Linked DNA regions of Gossypium hirsutum: region 1 is linked to region 2. The links are chromatin contacts, called in public Hi-C maps. All regions are on one chromosome and are shown on one strand. Each heading gives the region's core, a stretch centred on a gene start, on an enhancer-like site or on the middle of the called end of the contact. The rest is flanking DNA. Distances are from core to core; before and after follow the strand shown.

The links. A called contact is a pair of places that touch in the nucleus more often than the background predicts.
Region 1: a contact with region 2 is called in a Hi-C map of leaf, with 2.7 times the contacts expected there. The contact joins the promoter of LOC107948940 here to the enhancer-like site in region 2. A contact is called at or near these places in 4 of 34 Hi-C or Micro-C datasets (hypocotyl, leaf and petal).

What each region holds. Positions count from the first base shown.
Region 1 is chrA04:77,427,469-77,433,467 of Gossypium_hirsutum_v2.1, reverse strand. It overlaps LOC107948940, which reads left to right and starts at 4,134. Exons shown (of 2, transcript XM_041111406.1): 1 at 4,134-5,379. The coding sequence starts at 4,271. The coding sequence ends at 5,089. It overlaps LOC121228167 (a long non-coding RNA gene), which reads right to left. Exons shown (of 4, transcript XR_005925698.1): 2 at 5,157-5,345; 3 at 4,934-5,048; 4 at 4,491-4,630.
Region 2 is chrA04:77,233,920-77,239,086 of Gossypium_hirsutum_v2.1, reverse strand. No RefSeq gene overlaps it. Among protein-coding and RNA genes, the nearest start is that of LOC107948592, 32 kb to the right of the region's middle. Within about 2 kb of position 2,541, at least 2 of the 9 cell types and tissues checked have an H3K27ac peak or open chromatin away from gene starts, as enhancers often do. A contact at or near this core is called in hypocotyl and leaf, where this site is marked.

The DNA.
Region 1 (5,999 bases), core at 2,885-5,384, 190 kb before region 2:
TTAGATATATAAATAATATAAATTATTGCTTAATAAGTATTCGGATTATAGAAATACCGCTGAGTTTATACTCAGCATACGGTTTGTTTTCCATGCGCAGGTTAGGTTGAAGTCAAATTGTTGAATCAACACCCAAAGCCAATCTCGAACTCCTAGCAGTGAAGTATATTTCTTTTTGGTAATGGCATGTACCTAGGATATTATGTATGTTATTTTGGAAAGTATATGTAATAATGTTATAAGAGAATAAATGTTATATATAAATTAAAGAGTTATGTTGAGGTTGGTACAAAAATGAGAATGAAATAGGCAAAATTTGAGTTGAATTTGGTATGAAAATTTGAATTAGCTTGAATGGTGTTCGATTGTTTGGTTAATATATGTGAAATTCTTATGAATATACATTAGATAGGTTATTGGATTAATAGTTTTGACATGTTTTAGATGTATTTGAATGTGTTTTGGATTGGTTGAACTATTGATTTTTGAATTGCTTGGTGCTCAAGATTTGCAAGTTTGGTGTACTTAATGTGTAAGGCTCATTTTGAGTCCACACGGCCTAGCACATGGGCATGTGACCAGACCGTGTGAGACACACGGTTTATACACGGGCATATGGTTAGGTCGTGTGTCCCTTGCAACTTAAAATTTTCAAAACAGAATACTCAGGTATTACCTCATGGGCAGAGACACGGGCTTGTGTCTCAACCATGTGAGGAACACGGCCTAGCACATGGGTATGTGCCTTGGCCGTGTGAAAAATACACTTAATTTTTGAGATATAAATTAACTATGCGGCCTGGCACACAGGCTTGTGACTTGGCCGTGTGAGGTAAGTCAGGGAGTTACATGGGGTAAGACACGGCCTGAAGCACGGGCATGTCATGGGGCCACACGGGCGTGGCCCTTGACCACACGGGCTTGCATGCCCTGCACTTAAGAAAAATTTTGAAATTTTGTGAAAAATTCTCAAAGAACCATAATTAATTCTGATTTTTTTTAATACGTATTTAAGGTCTCGAGTACTTATAAAAGGGACAATATGATTAATTTATGAAATGTACACTAATTGAATTGTTTAATATTGTAATCATTCTGAAAGGTCCATTAATGCTCTGTAACCCTGTTCTAGCGATAGATAAGGGTTAGGGGGTGTTACATAATTGTTGATTTTTCTTCAGGTAAGTTCATATGGCATTATTGTATTTAAATTGTTATATATTTTAATTATTAATTTTTTATAGCAATTTGAATTGTTTTCAATTTGATATAAAATGTGAGATATGGACTAAATCGTAAAGAAATAATAAATTGACAATAAATTGAATATGATGAATTGCAATATGAGATATTTAATGAATTGATATTTGATTATGACTGACCGAATCGTATTGGTATGAATTTGATTGATTATTGAGATAGATGATTAAATTGAATAAAATTGAAAATAATATAACTAGGTGAAATTGTGAAATTTTCTTGGAATTGAGATAAATCATGATACGCTATCTTTGAAATGATATTTTCATTGATGAAATGATGATATTGAGATTGATAGAATGAGAATCAAACAAATAATGAAATTTGATTATTGGTTAACCTATTAACTGTTCGGGTAGAGTCGAATATAGTTGGCATGTCATAGGATAGACAGAGTACTGGTTACTTCGACTACGTGCTGATGAGTACTGGGTACAACTTTTACTTCGGTTATACCGATGAGCACTGAGTGTAAACTATTTACTTCGGAATTGTCCGTTGAAGCACTGAGTGCCAAATTGGTATTTTGGTTGAATCCATGTATTCATTCAAATTCGAGTTAGGTTCATAGAGATATAAAATGTAAAGTTAATCATGGTATATCAATTGATTTGATGTTGTGAAATAATGCTTAAAAGAAGAGTTATAATATATGAATTGTGATAGTATACGAAAGATTATGCAAACAAGATATACAAGTCCAGATGACTGATATGAGAACAAGACAAATCAATTGATTTGATTTGGAAAATGATATAAATATGATATTTAATTGATTAAGTGTTGATTGATTTTGTGAACGGCATTGTAATGTTGATTATAAGTGAACTGGAATGTTATATGTTTGAATTACTATGTGATACAATTATAAATTCAACTTACCTTGTTGATATGTGATACTATTTTCGATATTTTCATACTGGACTTTAGATATCGTGATACCACCTCGATATATTTTAAAAATTTTCAATTTAGTCTAAGTTTATTCCTGGGATGATAAAGAGTTTTTGTAAGTTCGATCAAGGCTCAGATTTAGTTGTATATCATAATGCGAATGCGTTTATACATGATTGTATGATTGTATGTTTGTATGTTATATTTACGGTGTATTTGACTGTAGTTGCTCCGACAACGGATATGGCATCCTATAACTCGGACTCAACAGTCGGGTCAGGCGAGAGTTGTTACAATCAGAATAATCCAAAACAAAATATCAAAGTGGACTTATTAAGTTTAAGGGTTGAAAATTACATTAACCTTAAAAACTCATTTTGGAATGGAAATTGTGTGAGTTAGTGCTAGATAAAAAATCAAAAAATTGAAAAATATTAGAACTACGGTGTTTGAAAGGTTTTTGAAATAGGCCTAAGATATTATTTGATATTCCAGTTTGACATTTTTTTCTAATGTGGTACCTGTGTTATTTTTTGGTCTAATATGATACCTATATTTGACAAAATTTATATATTTTGATACCCAAAGGTAGCAATGTTAGCTTTTTAGTGTTTAATTCGAGTTTTTGAGTTGATTTGATGAAAGTTGATTTCTAATATTATTAGATTTGAATTTTTAATGATTTCAAAAAAAATAATTTTAGTATTAATTGTGAATTTGTTTAATTTTACGTTTAATTTGTCAAATATAGTCCGATGAATGTGATTTAATTCCGATTTTAGAGTTGATTTGATAAAAGTTAATTGTTGAAATTATTAGCTAATTATAAAATTTTTATCAAATTAACTCTAAAATTCATATTAAACACTAAAAAATAATATAAATACCATATTAAAAAAAATCAAACTTAAGTAACAAATTATGCATTAAACCTTTAACGTATAAATAATAATTTACTCTACACAAATTCTTTTTTTTATTTAATTTACAATTACATTATCTAGATGTAAAAATAAATATTTTATATTAAAAGAAAAACCAACCAAGTCTTAATAACAAATTAAAAAAATTAAGTCGAGTCATCAACTCAAAAGAACTATGAGCAGAAAGAAATTTCTTAGAAGGCGTCCCCATCAGCAGCAGCAGCGACCAAAGTCGGTGATTGTGAATACGCGCTACCTAGGTCAACACCTCCATCCTCTGCTCCAAAATCAAAAGTCCACAACTTCGGCTGCCCAAACACTGCTTACCCTATTTATTTATTCCTCTTACTCTCCAATCATGGCGCGTAGTCAAAGCACGGCTGATCCTCTTCGTCTTAATGCTTCTACATTCTGTACGCCACTTAATTGCGCGTAGGTCTAGTGCTTTTCTCGTTTTCTAATGTGAACCCGACGACCAAACCTAGCTTTAGTCTTTGGGTGTACAGATTATAGACCGACCTTTCTACCTGGCATATGAATCAAATTACAAAACTATTTAGGGTTAATACCACAAGACATACCCAAAATATACTCTAAATTCTAAATTAATCCTCAAGTTTCAAATTATTGTACTTCCATTACCTTCTTTGTCAATTAAATGTTAAATCTAGTCCAAATTTCACATAGAATATATTTAAAACACATGATAAAATTTTAAGGACATGGCTATCACATTAGATCATTTAGATTTAATATATGATAAAATGAAAGAAAAAAGAAATCTCTCTCTTAAATTTTAAGGACACATTCAATTCTTTTTTAATATATCAAATCAAAAATGTTAAATCCGAGCTAGTATTAATGTTCAAGTTGAAGGTTAACTAGATGGAAATATCTTATTATATGATATTTGATATTTTGATAATTCAATTAAAATGTTTTGAAGTTAAAGGATCAATTTTAAACTTAGACTATAAATTGAGGATGTTTGGAGCAATTAATCCAAGTTTAAAAAACTCATTTGTACGAGTCAAAATCGAAGCCCGTCGTCCCCCTTGTTTTTGCTGACTATATTTTGAGCCATTATTCATCATTATCATAATCATCATCTCACAATCACGGAAGCAAATTTGTGATTCTCACTAACTTCACTACATTTCAGCTATTCATTATTTTTTTGGTGCTGGTAAGCCATGAGGAACACAAAAAGTTCAAGTTCTGGGTGTTTCTCCGCCGTTTTCCGCCGGCTTTTTTGTTCGGGGACTCCTGAAACACATCCATCAGTCCCCATTATAGAGTTAAACGCCGTTGATATCATGGCTAAGGCTCAAGTCCAAGCATCTGAAAGTGGTCCTGGGATAGTGGCTAGGCTAATGGGGCTGGACACATTGCCAGACAACAACTGGGTTTGTAGAGGCAAAACTCCAAGTTCAGTTCCTCGGAGCAAGTCAGCCAATTTCATGGATTATATGCTGGATTTTGATTTAACAAAAGCCACTCATCGTCGAGTGAAAACGTCGACGTCGTTTCAGGAGCTACCGCAAAGTCCGCAGCTGTTGCAGCACAATCAAGAAACAATGTCTGAGCCAAGGAAATGGAAATCCCAAAGAGTAAATGGATCAAGTGGTAAGAATGTTAAGCAAAATGTGAATGTAAGAGAGAAAGTATGTTCCAAGAAGAAAAACAAGAAGATATCTAAGCTTAAAAACGAGCCAAGGAGAGTTTCTAGTAAACAATCTTTGAAGTCCAGTGGCTGCATTGGTGTAAATTCAAAGGCAAAAACTCCATTGGAGGAAGTATCTGTTAAGACGAAGAAAAAAAATCAATCTGCAGTTAGGAAAGTTGAGTATACTGACAGTAACTCGGAGGGCTCAAGTTCAAGTTTAAGCCCAGTTTCTGTCCTCTATGTCAATGATTTTGAGTCGACGAAAAACGAGGAGACTGCGTATTTCATGGAGTTGGTGGATAGACCTAGCAAAATGACAGATGAAGATATAAAATTCTCAAATTAGATAACGAAGAAACTTTTCACGTTTGAAGACTTTGAAGAAATCTGTGTGAAGCTTGAGGAGCAAATACTTGATTTAATGTTGCACCAAGTAGCTGATGAACTTGGGGGATTCCACACATGGAATGTTTGAAAACAAAAACCAACTTGGTGGGTACTTTGTGCAAAATCCAGAGTTTTTATCCTTCAAATCTACAGGTAAACCTTGAAAAATAAAATTCGAAGGAGTTGACCGAATTTGATTACTGGTGCGGTTGCCTCTGCTAGCAAATTGCAGCATGGAGTTAGTGTCAAGTAAGCAAAGGATATATGGGAATGATATTTTACATGTTCAGAAATTGTAAACTATAGTTTTAAGCGGGGGGGTGGGGGTGGGGAATGCCCCTTATTTATAGTTTTATATTTCAGCTTTAGGCAGAGAATGGATATTTTCCACCCTTCCTTGAATGTGACATGAATACATCTTCATTGACCATTATAGTTTTTGGTATGACTGAAATCGGAACTAAGAGAATGATCGAAAAAATATTGCTTCTGTGTACTAAGAAAATGGTGTCAAAATCTAGCTCTACATTAGCTATATAACACCTCTGTCTGTCTGATCCAAAACCCCCTAAATCTTTAGGTTTTACCCTTATTTTTCCTCACTGCATCGATGAAATTAGTCATCACTTGTTGCTCATCGAGTGGTGGTATTGAGGCAAAGTGCTGCTGCACAGCATTGATAATTTTTACCCTTGATGAACCAGGCCGGATTCCCTTGATTTTGAAGTACCTTATATATCTTCTCAAAGTATTAGTTTCTAGTTTTGCGAAGTTCACCTGAGTAGTATGTCTTTCTGTACGAACTCCACGATTTTTCCCATGCTCAGATTTGACATCATTCATTTTGAATTCACTCATTTTCATTATCA
Region 2 (5,167 bases), core at 1,292-3,791:
TGTGATCATAGGCATAATATTACTGATGGTTAAAGCGGATCCGAGGACTATTGTTTCCATTTTAATTACAAATATTTGTAGCCAATTCAACTATACGCCTTCGTACTGCAATGTGTGGATAGCAAAGTAGAAGGCGTTGGAGAAGATGTATAGTGGGTAGGACGAGTCATACAATGAGGTGTGACAATGGTGTCAAGTGCTGGAGAGGTACGTCCCAGGTTGCGTAACAGATCTTGAAACAGAGACTGCATACTACAGCGATCGCTTTCAGTCGTATATAGTTCAATTACATTATTTGTATATAATTGAAAATTAAATATATTACTAAATAGAAATTGACTATGTTATTTGTATATAGTTCAAAATTAAATAAATACATACATCTACTTCTGATCGTTGGTCTAATAGAAGCCGTATATCTTAAAGCTTGATAGATAATCCCACATGACCGGTGCATGGTTCCACCTATTTAAATAACTTATTAGCATAATAATTTAAATTTAAATCAATTAATCATGAGGATATCTACTAAATTTTACCTTGTTACGAGTGAGAATGTATACGGGTAGTTCTCTCGATGACGTAAAAATGGAAACCAGAATCGGGCCCATGATTGTAGTAGTAAAAAGCAACCACCAATTTTGATTTTCACTGGTTGTATCGCCTGACACATCTCCTGGTACAATTTTACCAACACAGCGGATCCCCAACTGAGTTCGCCTGCTCCTCTAAAATCGACGAGTTTCAGCGATCACCTTAGATGGACGGGATTTCGTGACTTATTCGACATCAAAATACCCCCAATGATTTAAAGGATATACGCCCGAGCGTATCATTCTCTTTCGGCTTCAGTCGAATCCTCAACTAGCTCCGCAAAATTTTTTCGTATCCAAGGGATTTCAATCCGACCTCTGTAAATCATTTCTGGAATCACACCCAAAAGATCTAAACATACAGCTCATCAATCACCAGACGGAATAGACCCGGTGACTACTGACCTATCCACGGATAACCCCAACTATAAATGCACGTCCTCTAAAGTGATAGTACACTCGCCGCATGAAAGATAGAATGTGTGCGTCTCAGGTCTCCATCTCTCCACTAACGCGCTTATGAGTTTCAGGTCTAACTTATATCCCCAGCCTACAAAGGCCATGTACCAAAAATCAGCTTCCCTCAAGTATGTTTTGATCAACGGTGATGGAGGACCGGGTAGATTACGAATATGATATTGCAAAATTCGATCTTCCACCTCTTTATGTAAAAATTATAAAAAATATTAAGTTAAAATATAACAATGAAATAAAAAATTAAACAATATTAAAATTTATTCTTACCATTTGCATTTGGTTGACAAAGATGTGCTTGTTATCAAGATGGATTAGAGACCCGACCATTGCTAAATTATATTGAATACGAATAAATTTTTAATAAAAAATTATTTCTTGAAAACATTAATCAATAATAATAAATAGAATTTAGATAAAAATAGAATTTAGAAAAAAAAATTAAGAGAGAATTTGAGAGATTTTTTAGAGTTGATTGAGAAATTTGAGAGATTTAAGAGAGAATTGTGAGAAATGTGAGTGAGAAGAAGGTGTGGAGAGGTTATAGTTTTTTTTTTAACGTTGGGGGGGTAACGACTATTTAAAATACAGTGGAAAGTGACCGTTGGGGGAACGTGTTGACTTGGACGTGTTTTACTAGTCAGGAGGGAAAAAAGCGTTGAGTTGGACGCGCTTTTTTGATTTTCCCCTAAAAACGTCAGTAGCTGGGCGCATTTTTGTATTTTCGGCTCATTTTTGTAATTTTCAACAAAAGTGGCCCATTTTTGTAATTTTTAAAAAAATGGGCCTTTTTTGGTATATTAGTCATAAATATTGGTAGTATTCTTTTCTTAGGTTCTAACTTGGCATGCTGACTAAATTGTTTTCATATGAAGAGACATGTAGTTAACAAAAAACAAACATGTTAAGAGACGTGTAGTTAACGAAAAACAAACATTTTAAATTGACAATTTTTTTATGAAAGATATTAATAATATTATGATTGGATTGATTTTTAAATCGTAAAAGTAAGAAGATCTAATTTTAAACATTAAATATAGAAATTGAATCTCAAATTTTATCGAAATACAGAGATCGACAACAAATTTTGACCAAAAAAATATTTTTATTTTAATCTTTTAATCATATTTTTAGAAAAAAAATTCATTATTTAATTGTTAACGAAAATTTTAAAATTAAAATTATGTAATATGATTTGAATATAAATGTTTAAAGTGTGCATATATATAAAGGAATGCATGTGGTAGGGAAGCTATTGGTTTTTATTTTATATATTTAATTATTAAAAATGAGAACTATAAACCAATTTGAAAAATAAAGTATAATGAGGAAAATTCATGAACATAGATGGTTGGTCAAAACTCAAAAGAGAATATAAAGTTTAATTCCAATGGGTCAAGTTTAATGCATGAAATAAAGCTTTTCTTATATATGGAAAGTCCACATGGGGCTATGGTAATGGGATTCAACACCACCACACATGCCCAATAAATTCAAATTATAGACTTCTTTTTCGTCCCTTTGGGCCATTTGCCCTCAACTATCAAATCAACCCAATTTTTCATCATCATCACATCATTTTCTTTTTCTTTCATGATTGTCAAACTTTATTATATTTTGGATTGATGGATGAATTAATGTAAAATCAACTAAACTAATTAAATTAGATAAAAAATGTCAAAAACTATGTGAATTATACTTAAAGCTAATTTTATTTTTGTTATATATATTATAGATTAAACCCTTAATTGAGTTGGTATGACTAGTCAACTAAGCATCAACTTATGTAAGTAATGGCTAAAATATCATTGTTTTATAAAATATATTATATTATTTTGGGGTGTGTTTTTTTATTTACATTTTATAGAAAAATATGTGCACATTATAGGATTTAAACCTAAAACACAATAATTTTTAACATTTTTTTAACCATTTCAATCAAAATCTTATTTTTTTAAATTTTTTTATAAATATATTTTTTTGTATAATTTTATTTTTCACTCACATCGTGTTATAAATTGAAAATAAAAATCTTTTTAAAAAATTTATTTTGTAATAGTTGAACTAGTGAGTTAATAAGTTGAAAAGAAAATCAATAGTGAATCTATGGTTTACAATATAATCCATGAATGAAGTTTACTTGCAATTTTATCTGCTCCAGAATTCTTAAACTGAGCTTCCTTATGTTTTTATTTCAGTTTGGTTCATCAAAATGGTTGATGCACTTCTATTTAAGATGGTCGAGGAGAATATCTGTCAAACAAAACAAAGGTGTGTTAAGCGACATTGGAGCTTATATAGTAAAACAAAAAGTAAATGCTCGAGTGAAGAAGTGGAAGGTGGTAAAACGATGCATGGTTAGGGAACATAGTTACCCTGGGTTCGAAAATTTATATAATCTATAATTTAACCCATTTACTATCCCTAAATTTTTTGTTTTTATTGTAATATAATAATTCTAAATGATGCTGATGTAAGTGTTATGGGATTAGAACTTAAGTCTCGTAAATTGTGTAACCTCAAATGATTTTTTATTTTAAATTCGTTTAAATTAATTTAACGCTCGAAAGATGAGAATTTATAAAAAAAAATTTAAAGCATTGAAATAAAACGGAAACAAATACAAAAGATAAAGAAACACAAATCAAAGTTACAAGAAAGCAATGCACAGAAGATATTTAAGTAAATACTCTCAAATATATTTAATAATTATAAATGGAAAGATTACAAATTAAAAGGGAATGCTTTTATCTATATTTGAGCTCCCCCAGATCTAATGATATAGTTTAAAGTATATCGACGGTTCAAATCAAAACAAACCTACAAATTGAGATTTTTAAAAGAATTTTCTAAGATCTCTTAATATTACTTTACATATTTCTCCCAAAACTCTAATTTTATTTAAGTGTTTTATTGAATCAGTCAAATTTTAAGTAAATGAACTCTATATGTTCCATGAATCGAATCAATTCAAATGAATCAAATAAATTCTATTTAATCAATTCATGTATAATAATCACAAACTTTAATTCATGATGAGTGATACAAGACATGAGTTGGCATATTCAAAATACCCAATCCATAGAGATTGAAAATTTGAAATAGTCTTCTCCCAATATTTCAATGTATCCCTTCAGTTTCCTTTCAAAAATTAAAGCAAAGAAAAAAGAAGGGAAAAACCTAGTCAAATCCCATTGTCTTTCTCGACCCAAAAGCTGTCCCATTTTGTCTTGGATGTCGTAAGTTTGTTTAAATTAATTTTAACGTGGTTATTAAAAATAATGAGACCAAGATAATGATGAGATCGATGCTGAATTTTTTGTATGGTTCCCCCATATATTAAACACGAAATTTCATGTAACTTGTTCCACTAAAGGCCGACACTATACATATATAATTGTTATTGAGAAGAGTAAAAGTTCCCCAACACCCAATGGCTTTAATCAATTTGTCCTTAGCTTCACCCTCACGAATGGCTTCTTCCTATATCTATATCTGTATCCGCATGACACCTCATTTACCTCACTGTAATATTTATAAACTCACTCGAATGATTTTCGACTTGAGGTTTATTTGAATGGACCACACAGTTACTTTTATTAAGATTAAAAATAATTATGGTGATAAGATTAACTATTATTACAGTGAGGTAAAAATTTTTACTGTATTACAGACATCGTCAATCCAAAGACACTCTTAGATTAATTATTTTTTATTAAATAGTTAAATTTAATAAGTTATAATATGCTTCAATTTTTTTATTATTTGTATATTTGGAATTTAATCCTCATAAATTTCGAATTTAAAAATTCACATTTAATTGTTAACATTATTAAAATTCTTCTATTAAATTTATTTATGTAACATTCTAAAACTTAAAACAATATTCACTCGATAATCATGTCAAAAAAATAACATCGTAATGGACCTAAATTTAACAAAAGTATACGTCAACATTTTAATTAAAATAAAATATTTAGACTAACTAATTACATTATAAATGATGTGGTAGCAAATTATGTCAAAAATTAAAGTATAAAGATTAAATCTCAAATTTGAGCATAATATAGGAACTGAAATTGAATTTTTATAATTTTTAT